Linked DNA regions of Sus scrofa: all the other regions are linked to region 1. The links are chromatin contacts, called in public HiChIP or PLAC-seq maps. All regions are on one chromosome and are shown on one strand. The core of a region is the stretch at or near the end of the contact, and the rest is flanking DNA. Distances in the headings are between cores, read along the strand shown.

Region 1 (4,618 bases), core at 1,348-3,847:
AAAGCAAACATTTTTACTTAATGGAAGCTGCACTAATGAGGAAGCTTTATCTTTAAGAAAACTAGATTTTTATTTAGCCTGAATACAAAAGAAATGTCCTCTCCGTTTGGAAACTAATTTTGTTGTTTGGGGTTGGTGGCATTTGCTTCTTTTTTTTCCTGCTTTTTTTAACCCTCCAAAGTAACATGTAAAGTTAGAGAAAGTCATTGCCAGCTAGTTTGGCCAAAGGTTCAGTACAAAAAATTTAAGTTCACAGTGACTATAAAGCTTGGGGATTATTTCTGGGTTCCAAAGATTTATGTTTTGCTTTCCCCCACCATCACAACAATCAGGAAATGTCTATGCATGAACTCTAACTATTCAATCATAACTCCTGGGGAACACAGCAAAATAACTTAGGATCTTATATCCCTGCTGTTTCAGTACCATAAGCTGCCATATGTACTTCTCCAGAAAAGCTCTTTACATTTAAAGGCTTCATTCTATGGGCCAAAGCTCTTACCGAGAACCTCGGGCGGCTCTGACTGGAGGCCTTCTGGCTGCTGACCCTGAAGCACGTTAAGCAGGGCATGGAGACTCCTCAGGCACAGGGATGGATGAGAAAACCGCGTCTCCTTGATCAATTCAAAAACTTCACAAAGTCCAACCTCAATGATCTATTTAAGATGAAAAAAAAAATTACACTTTACAGCATGTGAGCTAATAACACTTCCCAGACAGCATGATCAGTGCAGCTTACTTTCACAGCACATGATTAACACTACAATATTTAAAAGGCAAAAACAAAAATCATGACATAAAAAAGAATAAAACCCAGTGTGTTTAACTGCAAGATTTAGGAAACCATCTGGTTACCTAGAAGGTTAAAAAGTAGAGGCATTGTTTAAAACAGAGTTTTAGTATAAGAAGCCATAATAAAACACTGTGAAAACTGCTTAACAATGACTCAAGAACAAGATTGCATTCATCTGAAAAAATAAACTGTATGAATTTACAAAGTTCATTTGGCTGTACTCAAGTTTAAATCAACACTGTTTCATTAAGTTATGTTAATCATTACTTATGACCAAGAAAAAAAGAAACTTCATCTTAGCCTTTCCTATGATGGTACAATCACCGTATTATTGTTTAGAGATGGTGTCTCTTATTCTTGTAGGTTTTATCACAAAAAGAATGAAAAACTGCCTAGCTAAAAAAATCATGACATTTTCACTTGTATTATCTTATCATTCCTTACCAGGACCAAGAAAAATACAACCTAGTATCTAGCAAAAGACAGATAAATCTGTAACTAAAGATTGAGAGAGTAAATGTGATAAAATGGTGTAAGGAGATACTTTCATAGCCCTGAAAGATCAATAGACAATGAAATTCCATTTCTCAATCAATGCCAGCATTTTAGAAGCAGATGTATAAGACCTTTGCAGAAAGTGTTAAATTATTTAGAGAAGTAAGTAACAGAAAAAGTTAAAACAAGTTTAATTAACAGAAATCCATCAAAGCATTTATTCTATTGGACATAACACTCTAAGACATTCTCTCTGCTGAGATTTTACATTAATTCATATATTACATAAATATTTAAGAACGTATTTTGTGCAACTTGCTATAGGAGATATCAGATATATTATACTAGACCCTGTCCTCTAAGAGTTTATAATCTAACAGGGTAAATGAGTCTTATGCTTATTCACTCCAGATCACTGTTACAGAATTTATCATGTTATAGTGAAGCTATTTTTGTTTCCATTTTCTCAACTAAACTGAGATCTCCTTGTGGACATGGAGTACATCTTACCTAGCTTAATATCGCTCATGACTAATCCAGTGCATGCACATGATAGGCTGACAACAAATATCAATCTACTCTCTCTGTTATGCACTGAAAAACCACTGCACTCATAAATGTGTTGTCCAGACAAAGGTTAAATCAGCTACAAGGCAAACCAGTTGTAGTTCTGATCATCAGCAGCAAGACTTCTCAAGAACAGAGATAGGACTGAGAAGTCAAAATAACTAGTGGCACTGTCTTTAGCATAGTTAACTAAAATCCTAGGACACCTGATCTTAGCTAAGATTAGAGAAGTGCTTGTACAGAGTTTCTTTTAAATGGAAATGAAAGCTTTCCATTTCATACAGTTTATTTTCCTGGAATAGACCAGAAAATAAAAATATGCTGTCCAAGATTTCCAGCTGCCTATGTCCTTACGGGAAAAATCTCCTAAGTACAAAAGGTGGGGACTCTATTCTCGGGCCAGCAGGAGACTACTCTACCCTATCAGTCTTTAAGATTGCTTACTTTACCGCTACCAAGCACGACTTTCCATAATTCAAAGAAGATTCTTCACAGATGACAATATTTTTTGGCCAGGGTTTCTTCATATAAGCAGATTCCCATAGGAATAAAATATTGAACCTCGCCAAAAACCGTAAGGCTACTTATTGAAGAGAGTCCTGCGTTGTCTCTCTAATAAGTTTAAGGTGTAATAACAAATGTACGGTAACAGGAAACCCAAGTGGGCTGCCTAGGACCAGAGCATTAGATGCTCTTAGTGAAAAATACCAATAAAACATTAGTCATAATGAGCAGGACAAGGAATTACTCATCTGTCTACATTAACCACTGTGAATTCTCATTTACCATCTGTATCTTTGTTCAGTGTAGCTTTTTTTTTAGTAAGGGGGAAAATAATTCATTTCCAGAATAGTAATATGTATTCAATATACAAATAAAATAAAAATCAACTGAAAATTTACCAATCATATTTAGCTTTGAATTATTAAGCAGAGGAACAAAACATTATGAATTAAACCTTTTTTCTGAGGTTTGGCTGAGAGCATTTTACTCTGTGTAGGAACTTTGAAATTGCATTCTGTGCTTTGAAGCCTATCTCACAGTTACTTAGAACATACTATACACATCCTGTTCCCTCAGTATCAGGAAGGAAGGGCATAAGAAAAAAATACAGTATTGCATATACAGTACGGGTTCGTTTGGGCAGAAATACATTATTTTTAATGTGTGTATGTAAAAATGCTTATAGTGGGTATTTTTTGGTTAATAGGATTTTAGAAATGATGTCTGTAATTTTCATTTCCTCTTTACAGAAATATTCTGCAGTTTCCAAATTACCTACAATGAATATGTACTGCCTTTATAAATAGTAAAATAAATTATTAAGTGTGACTGTTAAATAGGGAAAAAACTCTACCAAAATGACACTTCAACAAACAAAAAATGTCTTAATTATGTGAGAGAAAAAAGGAGCAAGAGAGAAAAAACCTCCAGCAAGAAAAAGCAAAGTGACAGCCATACATTCGGGAGGAGCAAGAGATGAATAACAAAGAAAAGAAAGGAAGTGACAGGAAGAGCATCTAGAGCAGAGGTGCAGAAATGGTCAAAAGGAAAAGAAAAAGTCGACATTTCTTACCTGCCCTCATACGCCCATCACCTCAAACACTAAAGGCCTCATATCTTCCTTTGTGTCCTTCAAACACTGCCAAAGACCTGAAGGTTTCACTCCCAGCCCTGCCCCGACCCCACCCCCAGGATTCTAACTGCCTTGGCATAAAGGCGTCCCATCGCTTCTTCCTCTCTGATCTCACTGTCCAGAAGTTTCATTTCCTTGGATATAAAGTATTTCTTAATAAACTGAAAAGTTCCCTGAAAACTAAGAAATTCATTTGCACCTACACACTTTCTTATTTGCGCCTGATACATATAACTAGAGCTTTCATTTCTGAGCACGTGCGCATTTATTAATTCTCTGAATCCTTACTACTATCCTATGAGGTAGATATTATCACCACGTCGTAGACACCACGTCGTAGATGACAAAACCGAGGCACAGAGAGGTTACATAACTTCCCCAGCATCACACAATGAGTATTTTTCATGGCGAGTGTTTGAACCCAGGCAGTTTGGCTCCACTATCCATGTTCATCACTATGCCATTTCCTGGCAGGTCAGTATCTGATGGAAAACTCAGTATTAATCTCTTGAGCTATTTGATTTTCTCTTACTTTTCTTTGAAAGATCTCCTTTTCACTCTGCATCTTTTGATTCTGTTAATCATGCTAAAAAAATTTTTCTTAAATGCCCCAAATTTTATTTTTTGTCCTGATGTTTTCAAAGAGCCTATGTTTTAAAACAGTTTTTCTTGACTGTGTAGTATCTTTCAAATTAACTACAGTTTATTATTCAAAATCTGTATACCTGTGTGAAGGTGTCTCTGAGCCTTTACTTTCCTTCCTAATGTTGAAATGTTGAACCTAAGCTGAGTGGTTACTACAGTACAGAGGGGCTCACCCACAGAGAGAATGAAATCCTTGTATCGAAAGTACTCTAAAGTCCTGCAGTCTCATATCTTAACTCTACAATGTATTTTTTTCCCTCAACCTCCCCTAACTGAGCACAAGAAATCAGAATTAGAGACCATGCTCTTTACCTGAAGAAACTTACATGGAAAAGATGGACCTGTTTAAGTTGAAGAAAGAAGTTAAAGGAGGTGCAGTTAAGGACACTGGAGAGAAAAGGACCAAGGGGAGAAGGATCCCAAGAGAATAAGGACATTTGACGGTGGTCGAGGTATAAGGAAGTTTACAAAGCCTCTATTAC
Region 2 (4,618 bases), core at 1,053-3,552, 200 kb after region 1:
TGGGAGCTCCAAGTCTTGCCTCTGGATGGAGGATTAAATTGCACCAGCGGCGGAAGTGCCCAGGGAAGTGTGGTGAGTCCCATCCCTTGTTGACCTTCTATCCTTGCAATTTCATTCATGGTATCAACATTCATTGAATTACACACGTAAAAGATGGTCCAGGGCAGCTGAGTGGTGCATGAGACACCACCCTACTTTTTAGGACTGTCCAGTAACTATAATAGAAGATACACAGGGCCATCTGGAAAGATACTATTAGAAATTACAGGGGTTCACAACTCTCCTGGTGAGACTAGAGAAGCTTCAGAGAGGAATCTCTAGAATCTATAACAATGCATGTTTTAACTGGGCACCCCAAATCTCAAACTTGTAGGCACTTTAGGATCTGAACTTTTACCTTTCCATGTAACTAATTTATTTTATAGCCTGTCCTGAAATTTACACTGTGTAGGCTGGGTTCTTTGCCTGCAATAGAACCAGATATATGGAGCCTCTCGAGTACTGAGAACCCATGCAGTAACTGAAGCCCTCATCAGGAAATTTATGAATCAGTACTTCAGATTCCCCTGTCTCTTACAGTAAGAAGAATGAGTAGCCAGATATTTGAGGCATGTCTGATTCTACTGCTGCCACGCAAGTCTGCTCTGTGAAGGAAAAGGAAAGGCAAACCCAAAGTTGCATAGATTATTAGAGAGGAGATTAGAATAAAATATAATAAGAAGACCCATAGTGGAGTTCCCACCATGGCTCAGGGGAAACAAATCTGACTAGCATCCATGAGAATGCGGGTTCAACCCCTAGCCTCGCTCAGTGGGTTAAGGATCTGGCGTTGCCGTGAGCTGTGATGTAGGTCCCAGACATGGCTCAGATCTGGTGTTGCTGTGGCTGTGGTATAGGCCAGCAGCTGCAGCTCTGATTCAACCCCTAGCCTGAGAACCTCCATGTGCCGCAGGTGTGACCCTAAAAAGACAAAAATAAATAAATAGATAGATAAATAAATAAAACCCATGGTGAGATGGCTTCCATTAGACCAAATGCTTTGCTTTTCTATGCATTCATATGAAAAGTATGTATTTCCCAACAAAAATATGAGTACATAGATATGTTTCGTGTATGAATGGCAGCAATGTTTTAGACAGATGGTTGGAGAAACTGTCTCAGACCTAAGTATCACACTTACTCCTTTTTACTGTCAACAAGTTAGGATTAGTCATCTCGCTCTGAAGGACCAAGAATGTGGTTATTTCCCATTGATTCAGCTCAAAGTCCCTAAAACTTTTTCCTCCAAGGAGCCAGGGTGCCATTCAGGGAAGTCCCAACACTGGCTGGCTGAGCTCTGCTTTAGGAAATTAGATATTCTGTCCTTATTCATTACATTATTGCCTAGAGTCCCCAAAGATTCTTTAGTTCCTTTAACATTTGCAAACTATATTTATGGCCACATTTCCATGGTCAATTGAACAGTGGTTGACTTGGAAAAAGCCTCTTGGATGTGATTTCATGGTATACAGTTTTGGGGGTTTTTTTTTTCCAATTTTAAAATGGCTAAGAGAAAAATTATAGGCAGGAAATAATGGAAAATATTATTTGCTGAGGACCTTCAAATCCTCTTTATCTGTAAAGTCTAGGACTCTACATCATGCTTCAAATTAGTTCCTGTTCCTGCCCTCCCCACTCCTAGCCCGATTCTCTTTTGGGAAAGATTTTTTAAAGCATAAGAGCTGAGTGCTTCAGTGTCTGTCACCATTTCATCTGCATTTTCACAAGCATTTTAGCAATTTTCTGAGTCATTTCTCCCTCACCTCCCACAAATAGCGTGGGTTAAATGGAGCTATGGGAATTTTTTTAGAGTAATAATTCTGACTTCGGTCTCTAAAAAGACATTACTTACATTAAAAACACATGTAGACAGCAAATGATCTTTCAGTCCAGCTGCCTATGCATGTCCCATAAGGTCGATGCCAGTGATTAGTGTTTTGGTCTGTTAGCCTTGATCTTTTGTTGTTTTGCAAGCACCGTTAATTCAGAGGATATCGGGGACTGACCTCACGACATCCTATGTGCTGAGTCAGTGTCCTACAACTGTTGTCCCTAAGGCACGGGCAGACTTTGAGCTGCCATCTCACTGCCGTGGGAATGTGTGCCAGTACAAATCCTTGCAGGCTGGTGTGATAGTCTAACTGTTCTTTCCCATTAATGTTCATTTTAATGCGATCAAGAAGATACCCGTTCTCTCCCCCACTCCCCTGCTAAACAATCAAATGCTTTTAAAATCCTGCAAAACAGCTTTTATTTGAAGATTCTGAGCCAGGGACTCGCCTTGCTCCATTACCCAGTGTTTTGACTGTCCCCTAGTGGCTGTTTGGAATCTTAAGAGAATTTGTCTTTTTGTTTCTTTACCATGTCTCACAAAAAAAACCCCTGCATGCTGAGAGTTGTCCTTGAAACTGCAGTGCTTTCCTGTTTGAAAAGAACAAAAGAATAATGATAAATTTGAATCTCTATTTCGCCTTCTCTTTGCGACACTTAGAAAACCCCAGACCTCTGACATGTTACGTCAATTAACCCATGTCTGTGCAGCCTCCATCAGCAAAGGCAATAGTTTAAGAATAGTCATTCTTTGAGGAACAAACTGCTTTTGTCTGTGCCACTCAATTTAAGGGAAAACCACTTCTGGAATCCTATCCAAGTTCTACTTTAAATGATTTCTACGGTCTCTCTAATTATCAGCCAGGATGCTTACTTGTAATCATGGGCTTTCAATAATTTAAATAGGTAGTTTTTCAGCCAACAGTTTTTATTCAAAATGGGACAAAAGCTAAAATAGCATGTTGAATTTCATCCAGACACTGTCTTCTTTCAGGACATGCCAACCAATGCAATAGTTCATTTTCTTATGGCATGTCGGAAGCTTATCTTTACTTTATGAATCTAACTAGCAATCTAACTCAAAGTCTACAATTTATGGATCCATTCGGTTGCTTACCAGAACCAGCAGGCAGGGCATTTTAAGATTTAATTCGGGCTGCTGAATCATCAAACATAACCACACCCAAGCAATGTCACTTTTCGGAGACCTTAAAGATTAGCTTTCATTGTCTGTTTGAATTTCAGCAAAGATTGTCTTGATAGCTACAGTTTTCACCAATGATGATAAAGATCACTTTGAATAAATTTGTCAACATGAATAATATTACTGATTACTGCTTCTGTAAGGACCCCAAAAAGTCTTTTGTCTAAATTTTTTTTTATACTCTTGTGTGCAAAGTGGACCCATTTCTTAATCTCAAAATGAACAGAATCAGACAGAATCCAGATTCCTTAAGAAAAAAAAATCTCTCTTCTTTCAAACTTTCTTTTTTAGCCCAGTAAGTTTTGCCTTCTGGGTCAGCAAAAGAGGTCACTCTGAAAAGTCCCAAAGCTGCAAAATTGCGAAATTGAGAAGCTAGGTTAAAGGTCTTCTGTTTTGTGAAATGTGCTAGATTTTGCCAAGTCCCTGGTTTTGCACTAAAAATGTCTCAGAGAAGGCTTATGTGTTCCTTTGTCGGGGTCTTTGTTGAAAACTCCTCTATGAAGTGGGTAATTGCTATTAGCAAATGCAAACAGAAACAGTTGCCTCCATGCAGCTCGGCAATCTTTTGCCTGTTCCCAGGAAGCACCCTCCTCTTTCTTATTTCTTAAGGTTTTCCCAAGTCTTCATCCTGCTCTTCCAATCTTCCCTGCAGCTCCCTACGTTCACTGTCAGCAGATTACCCTGGCTGTGACCTCGCAGAGGAAGCAATTCCACTTACGATAACACCTTCAAGTTCCTACCACTGAACAGACACACCTACCTTCATAGTTGGGGAGGAGCCTAAGGAGACTCCTCTGGTTTTCCAAGACCCATCCCTCTACCTCACTCCTGTTTCCTGGTTCCATCCTTGTCTCTTCTCTCTCACATATCTTCAGTCTCCGATCACTGACTCAATTCTCCCAGCTCCCTCCTGAGCACAGAGGCCACAGGTGGCTCCTTTGACAGAAGCTGCCATGCTTTCAGTGCTGTGGCCTTGCCACCCGGGCCTTGGGGGATTGGATTATGATTGGGCTTGTAGCCAAAGGCGCAGATGTAAAAGCCGCGGCCAAAGGCAACTCAGATGTGAGAGCCAAAACTACACGGTGTCTGAGTCTATTCTTGTTTGCAAGCAATAGAAAATGATTCTGCCTAATTTAACCTCAGCAGGATATTCACTGGAAGGATGTCTGAGGCTTGCATATCTTTGGGGCCTGGAAGACCTGTCTTAGAAAAGAGGCAGAAGCCAAGGTGCTCTTCAGAGCTCTGTGTTGAGAAGCACAGCAGGTTATGCAGGAAGAGCAGCATGTTGAAGCCGCTGCTTCTGCTGCTGCTCCCTTGAGGGGGTGGTCTGCAGCTGTGCCTACACTTGTCTGACTGGTTTCAGCCCAGGGAAAGGCTTGCTACATAACCGGGCTGGGCAGGGAGACAGTGCATTGGCTCATTGGCTGCTGTGTGGGCAGTAGGTTCCATCCCTACAGCTACACACAGTAGGATTCTTCCCCCCGCTCCCGCCCTGCCCTGCTCCAAATGATATTGGATTGTTTCTAGGAGTCGGGTGCCGGACAG
Region 3 (4,618 bases), core at 663-3,162, 180 kb after region 1:
TGCTGGGAGGCAGGTATTATTTGTAACAGCATTTTGAACTTGAAATTTTTTTTTTTTTTTTTTTGGTCTTTTTAGGGCTGCACCCGCAGCATATGGAGATTCCCAAATAGGGGTCCCATCGGAGCTATAGCTGCCAGCCTACGCCACAGCCACAGCAATGACAGATCCAAGCCATGTCTGCAACCTACACCACAGCTCACGGCAATGCTGAATCCTTAACGAACTGAGCAAGGGCAGGGATCAAACCTGCCACCTCATGGTTCCTATTAGGATTCGTTTCCACTGCCCCACAACGGGAACTCCTGGACTTGAAAATATTAGCACCATCTTAACTTCGTTCAAAATAAAGGTAGTGTCTGCCACTTTTCTATGCTTCTGGTTTTTCTCTCTGCCATTCAGCAAGGATGATAAGAACCTTTTCTCGATTTTTCACCACCATTACCTTCGCTGGTTCGCGACAACATGCAAACCTATGTAAAGACGTTAGGGCCACACCTGCGGCATACGGAGGTTCCCAGGCTAGGGGTCAAATGGGAGCTATAGCCACTGGCCTACACCCCAGGGACAGCAACACCAGATCTAAGCCTGTCTGTGACCTACACTACAGCTCACAGCAACACCAGATCCTAAATCCACTGAGCAAGGTCAGGGATCAAACCCACATCCTCATGGATCCTAGTCACGTTCATTACTGCTGAGCTATGATGGGAACTCCTGGGTTTGGTTTTAGTAGGGGCTCTAGGAGAACACCTCTGGAAGAGAGGGCAACCTGCCCTTGCTTCAGTTTCACATGTTGAAATTTGCAAATGCCTCTCACATTTGTAAGAATATAAGTTACGATTTAGTCTATTGGAAATGGCCCTTTGATCAATACATTTTTGCTGTTAATTTCCATTTGAATTTGGATATTTTACTTAGCTTTTTTTTTCTTAAGTCACTTTCATAAAACCCAATCAAAATTTTAAAAGGTTACACATGAGCAATAGCATTTAATTCCTATGCTATTTGAGTATAAAATTCTTTTGCTCCTTTTCTTTCTTTTTCTCCATGCAAGTAGAATAAGAAAAAAATAAATATTTTAAATGAGATTTGTGGGTTCTCATGAAAACTAGAAAATAAAAAAAAAGAAAAGAAAACTAGAAAATATAGGAGAATCTTGTCATATAGCTATTGTGATATATATGGCTTTGGCTATGGTCAAGTATTATCTTCTGAAACATAACTATATTCAGTTTAAAAACTTCTCAAGAGTTCCCTTTGTGGTTCAGTGGTAATGAAGCTGCTAGTATCCATGAGAATGTGGGTTCAATCGCTGGCCTCACTCAGCAGGTTAAGGATCCAGCATTTCTATGAGCTGTGGTGTAGGTCGCAGATGTGGCTTGGATCTAGCGTAGTTGTGGCTATGGCGTAGGCCAGTGGCTATGGCTCTGATTAGACTCTTAACCTGGGACTTCCATATGCCACAGGTGCAGCCCTAAAAAGAGCAAAAAAAAAAAAAAATTCTCATCTAAGATGAGTTTTGTTCAATCCATAAACACCAACATTATCTAAAGATTCCACTTGGTGGGAGGCAGGATGGTAGAGCAGAAAGAACATCCTTTTGAGTCAGAAAAACCTGGTGTCAAATACTAGCTATGTCACCTAATATTGCTGTCATCCTGATTATGACCTTGAGGGGTTTGAATGTCAGTGTTCCTGCTCCACAAGGTTGCAGTGTGCTCTAGAGGAGTTTAGGTATGGAAAGTGCCTGGAACACAGGGGGTCCTCTGTTTTCTTACCTCCTTGACCTACAGCACTGTATACCTGCACTGCAAATAACTAATAGCGTTCTGCATTTTCAGAGAGCCAGTGTGGCAGAGCAGAAAGAGGAGGGCCTTTGAAATTGCACAAAACCAACCTTACGCTCCTTCGTCACTTCTGACCTCCAGCAACTTTAGGCATATTACTTAACCTCTTGGAGCTTCTGTTTCCCCATATATTAAAGAAAAAGATCATCTGCAGACGTATGAAGTTATGATATGTTAACATCTAGCACAGAACCTGGCATAATAAATGCTCATTTAAGAGTAGCTTCAGGTATAATATTTTTGTGCTATTATGATTTTCTATTGCAGAGTTCCCTTCATGGCTCAGTGGTTAACAAACCCAACTAGGATCCATGAGGATGCTGGTTCGATCCCTGGCCTCCTCGGTGGGTTAAGGGTCTGGTGTTGCTATGAGCTGTGGTGTGGGTCGCAGATGCGGCTAAATCCCACGTTTCTGTGGCCGTGGCCTAGGGATGGCTATAGCTCTGATTTGACCCCTGGCATGGTAACTTCCATGGTGTGGCTCAAAAAAAAAAAAAAAATGTATTGCTTTCTTAAAAGCACTTTCCATTTTAATAATCAAAGCCCTCAGGATTTTAATCAGCATTGCTAGAGCTCAGATCAATTTCTCATTCAAATACTGGATGTTTAATTTGATCTCTGCCTCTGTTCATGAGGGCTAGAGAAGAAATCTCACTGTTCCACAGGCTGCAGAGTAGAAAGATGCTCATGAACTCACTGGAGGTTATTTTTTTATGACTCCATTAACCTAACCTTTATGATTGATGATGGTTGTTTTGGGGATTTTTTAAAGTTCTAGCCAAAGAACTCATATCTCAGAATATTGATTTCTGCTGAATTTGCCCACTTTTCAGTGTAACATATTATATGATCAGAGAGATAAAGTACTTATTGGATTAAAATTTCTTAGCTTGGTTTTCTGGTTGCTAGTGACAACCAACACAAGAATATATCTAAAATGACAGGCAACAGCCACAATGATCACAATCCATGTTTTTATCTTTCCCAGTTGTGGTTTTAAAATAGCCTCTCTTGTGCTTGTGGTCATCAAAAAGATGACCATATACACGCCTTTAGACACACGGCCCACCTCAACAACCCTATTGCACTAATAAACCTTTTCTCAGGGCTTGGAGAGTCCACTTCAGGCCACATGTGCTATTGCTACCCTAATGCTGAAAGGATGATAAAACCATATATTATAGAAATTATTTTCCAAAGTGAATTGTCCATAAACTGGTATGTCTTAGATCAGCATAACATTAGGTATGGCAGCAGCATTTACACAGTTTGTATCTTTTTGAAAAGAGTATCACCCCCCCCACTCCACTCCCCCACCCCCAACACACATAAATCTACTTAAGAATTTGGTGGTTCTGGTGTAGATATATACTGAAGTCTCTAAAGGAAACTAAAAATATACCCTTGGCAGAGCTGTTCATAATACAGAGAAATTCTATTAGATTACTTTCCAAGGACAAAAGAACATCTTTGTAAGCAGGAAGATATTAACTTTACGGAAGCCGGGCATACCTTTGGGATGTTTGTTGGATATTCCAAAATTGAACATGATAGATAGGGGAAAAAAAAAACAAAAAAACACCAGAACAGCAAGTGACATAATAAGATTCACTCTTCCTCTGTGATCTTATTTTCAAGCCAGTAGAGAGAACGTTCTAACACAGGATTTGATCTCTGCATGCCACGATGCTATTTGCCTGACTCTTTGAGTGTTACATTCATGAGGACAGGACTTCGAGGGAAGTGGCTATTATCAAATTTAAAATAAGACTTCTGGGAGTTCCCTGGCCCAGTGGAAATGAATCTGACTAGCATCCACGGGGATGCAGGTTTGATCCCTGGCCTCGCTCTGTGGGTTAAGAATCCAGCATTCCCATGAGCTGTGGGTCACAGACTCAGTTCAGATCCCAAGTTGCTGTGGCTGTGGTGTAGGCTGGCAGCTATAGCTCCGATTCGACCCCTAGCCTGGGAACCACCATATGCTGCTGGCATGGTCCTAAAAAAACAAAGAAAAAAAAAAAAAGACTTCTGCTGGGTGAGAAGCCTTTGTGATGAGTAGCCTATGTGCTTAGTTGCAGTTCTTGAGACCAAGGAAACACATAGTGTTGAAGGACAGGACTCCTTAGGAGGAACACTTTAGGTTACTAACAGCTACAACACTGTTGGGGATGGAGCTTGGGAGCAAAGTATTTTCTAGGCAGCTGAGAATTAAGGAAGCCAGTATTCCCTGTGAGGGAAGATGCCCATAGCAGCCAGGTTTGATATGGAAGCCAATGCAGGGAGAGCCTCTCTGTGCCGACCAAGGCGAGAAGGCAGGGGTGGAAGCCAAGACAAGGCTGAAGAGGATCGAAAACATTTTGTCCCCTTCACAAAACTTCCTTAGCCAGGTACTCAAAACATTTTCTAATTTTAAAAAAATGCTCTTAAAAAAGTTTAGCCAAGTCATGAGATTCACGTAGCAGTTTCCACATTTGCCTTTCTTATAAATCTGTCCAACCTGGCAACACGCTGTTCATCTCCTTGCTTGAATTTGCTACAGGCATGAAGATCTGACCTTCTTGGCTCTGCATCAAGAGTTGGCTCTGAGTATGTGTTGCCAGGGCACAGGTCGGTTAACTAAAGAAGCCATGACTAAACTGTTAACCAAATGCTTAATTCTGCTTAGCCTTCTCCATCAGCACTCAAACCAGAAGTGGATTAGAGCCTTCCTTGTCTCTAGGGCTCCAGTGAGTATACTATTCATTAAACTAGAGGACAGCTTTGTCTCTGGG

Evidence for each region. HiChIP or PLAC-seq counts read pairs in DNA pulled down with a chosen protein or histone mark.
Region 2: a contact with region 1 is called in an H3K27ac HiChIP or PLAC-seq map of alveolar macrophages. The contact joins two enhancer-like sites. A contact is called at or near these places in 1 of 47 Hi-C or Micro-C datasets (liver) and 1 of 2 datasets of contacts at active chromatin or transcription factors (alveolar macrophages).
Region 3: a contact with region 1 is called in an H3K27ac HiChIP or PLAC-seq map of alveolar macrophages. The contact joins two enhancer-like sites. A contact is called at or near these places in 1 of 47 Hi-C or Micro-C datasets (liver) and 1 of 2 datasets of contacts at active chromatin or transcription factors (alveolar macrophages).

What each region holds. Positions count from the first base shown.
Region 1 is chr11:49,390,289-49,394,906 of Sscrofa11.1, forward strand. It overlaps MYCBP2 (E3 ubiquitin-protein ligase MYCBP2), which reads right to left. Exons shown (of 85, transcript XM_021065752.1): 4 at 503-656. Among named protein-coding and RNA genes, the nearest start is that of MYCBP2, 40 kb to the right of the region's middle. Within about 2 kb of position 2,598, at least 4 of the 83 cell types and tissues checked have an H3K27ac peak or open chromatin away from gene starts, as enhancers often do. A contact at or near this core is called in alveolar macrophages, where this site is marked.
Region 2 is chr11:49,594,614-49,599,231 of Sscrofa11.1, forward strand. No RefSeq gene overlaps it. Among named protein-coding and RNA genes, the nearest start is that of SCEL, 55 kb to the right of the region's middle. Within about 2 kb of position 2,303, at least 14 of the 83 cell types and tissues checked have an H3K27ac peak or open chromatin away from gene starts, as enhancers often do. A contact at or near this core is called in alveolar macrophages, where this site is marked.
Region 3 is chr11:49,569,814-49,574,431 of Sscrofa11.1, forward strand. No RefSeq gene overlaps it. Among named protein-coding and RNA genes, the nearest start is that of SCEL, 79 kb to the right of the region's middle. Within about 2 kb of position 1,913, at least 1 of the 83 cell types and tissues checked has an H3K27ac peak or open chromatin away from gene starts, as enhancers often do. A contact at or near this core is called in alveolar macrophages, where this site is marked.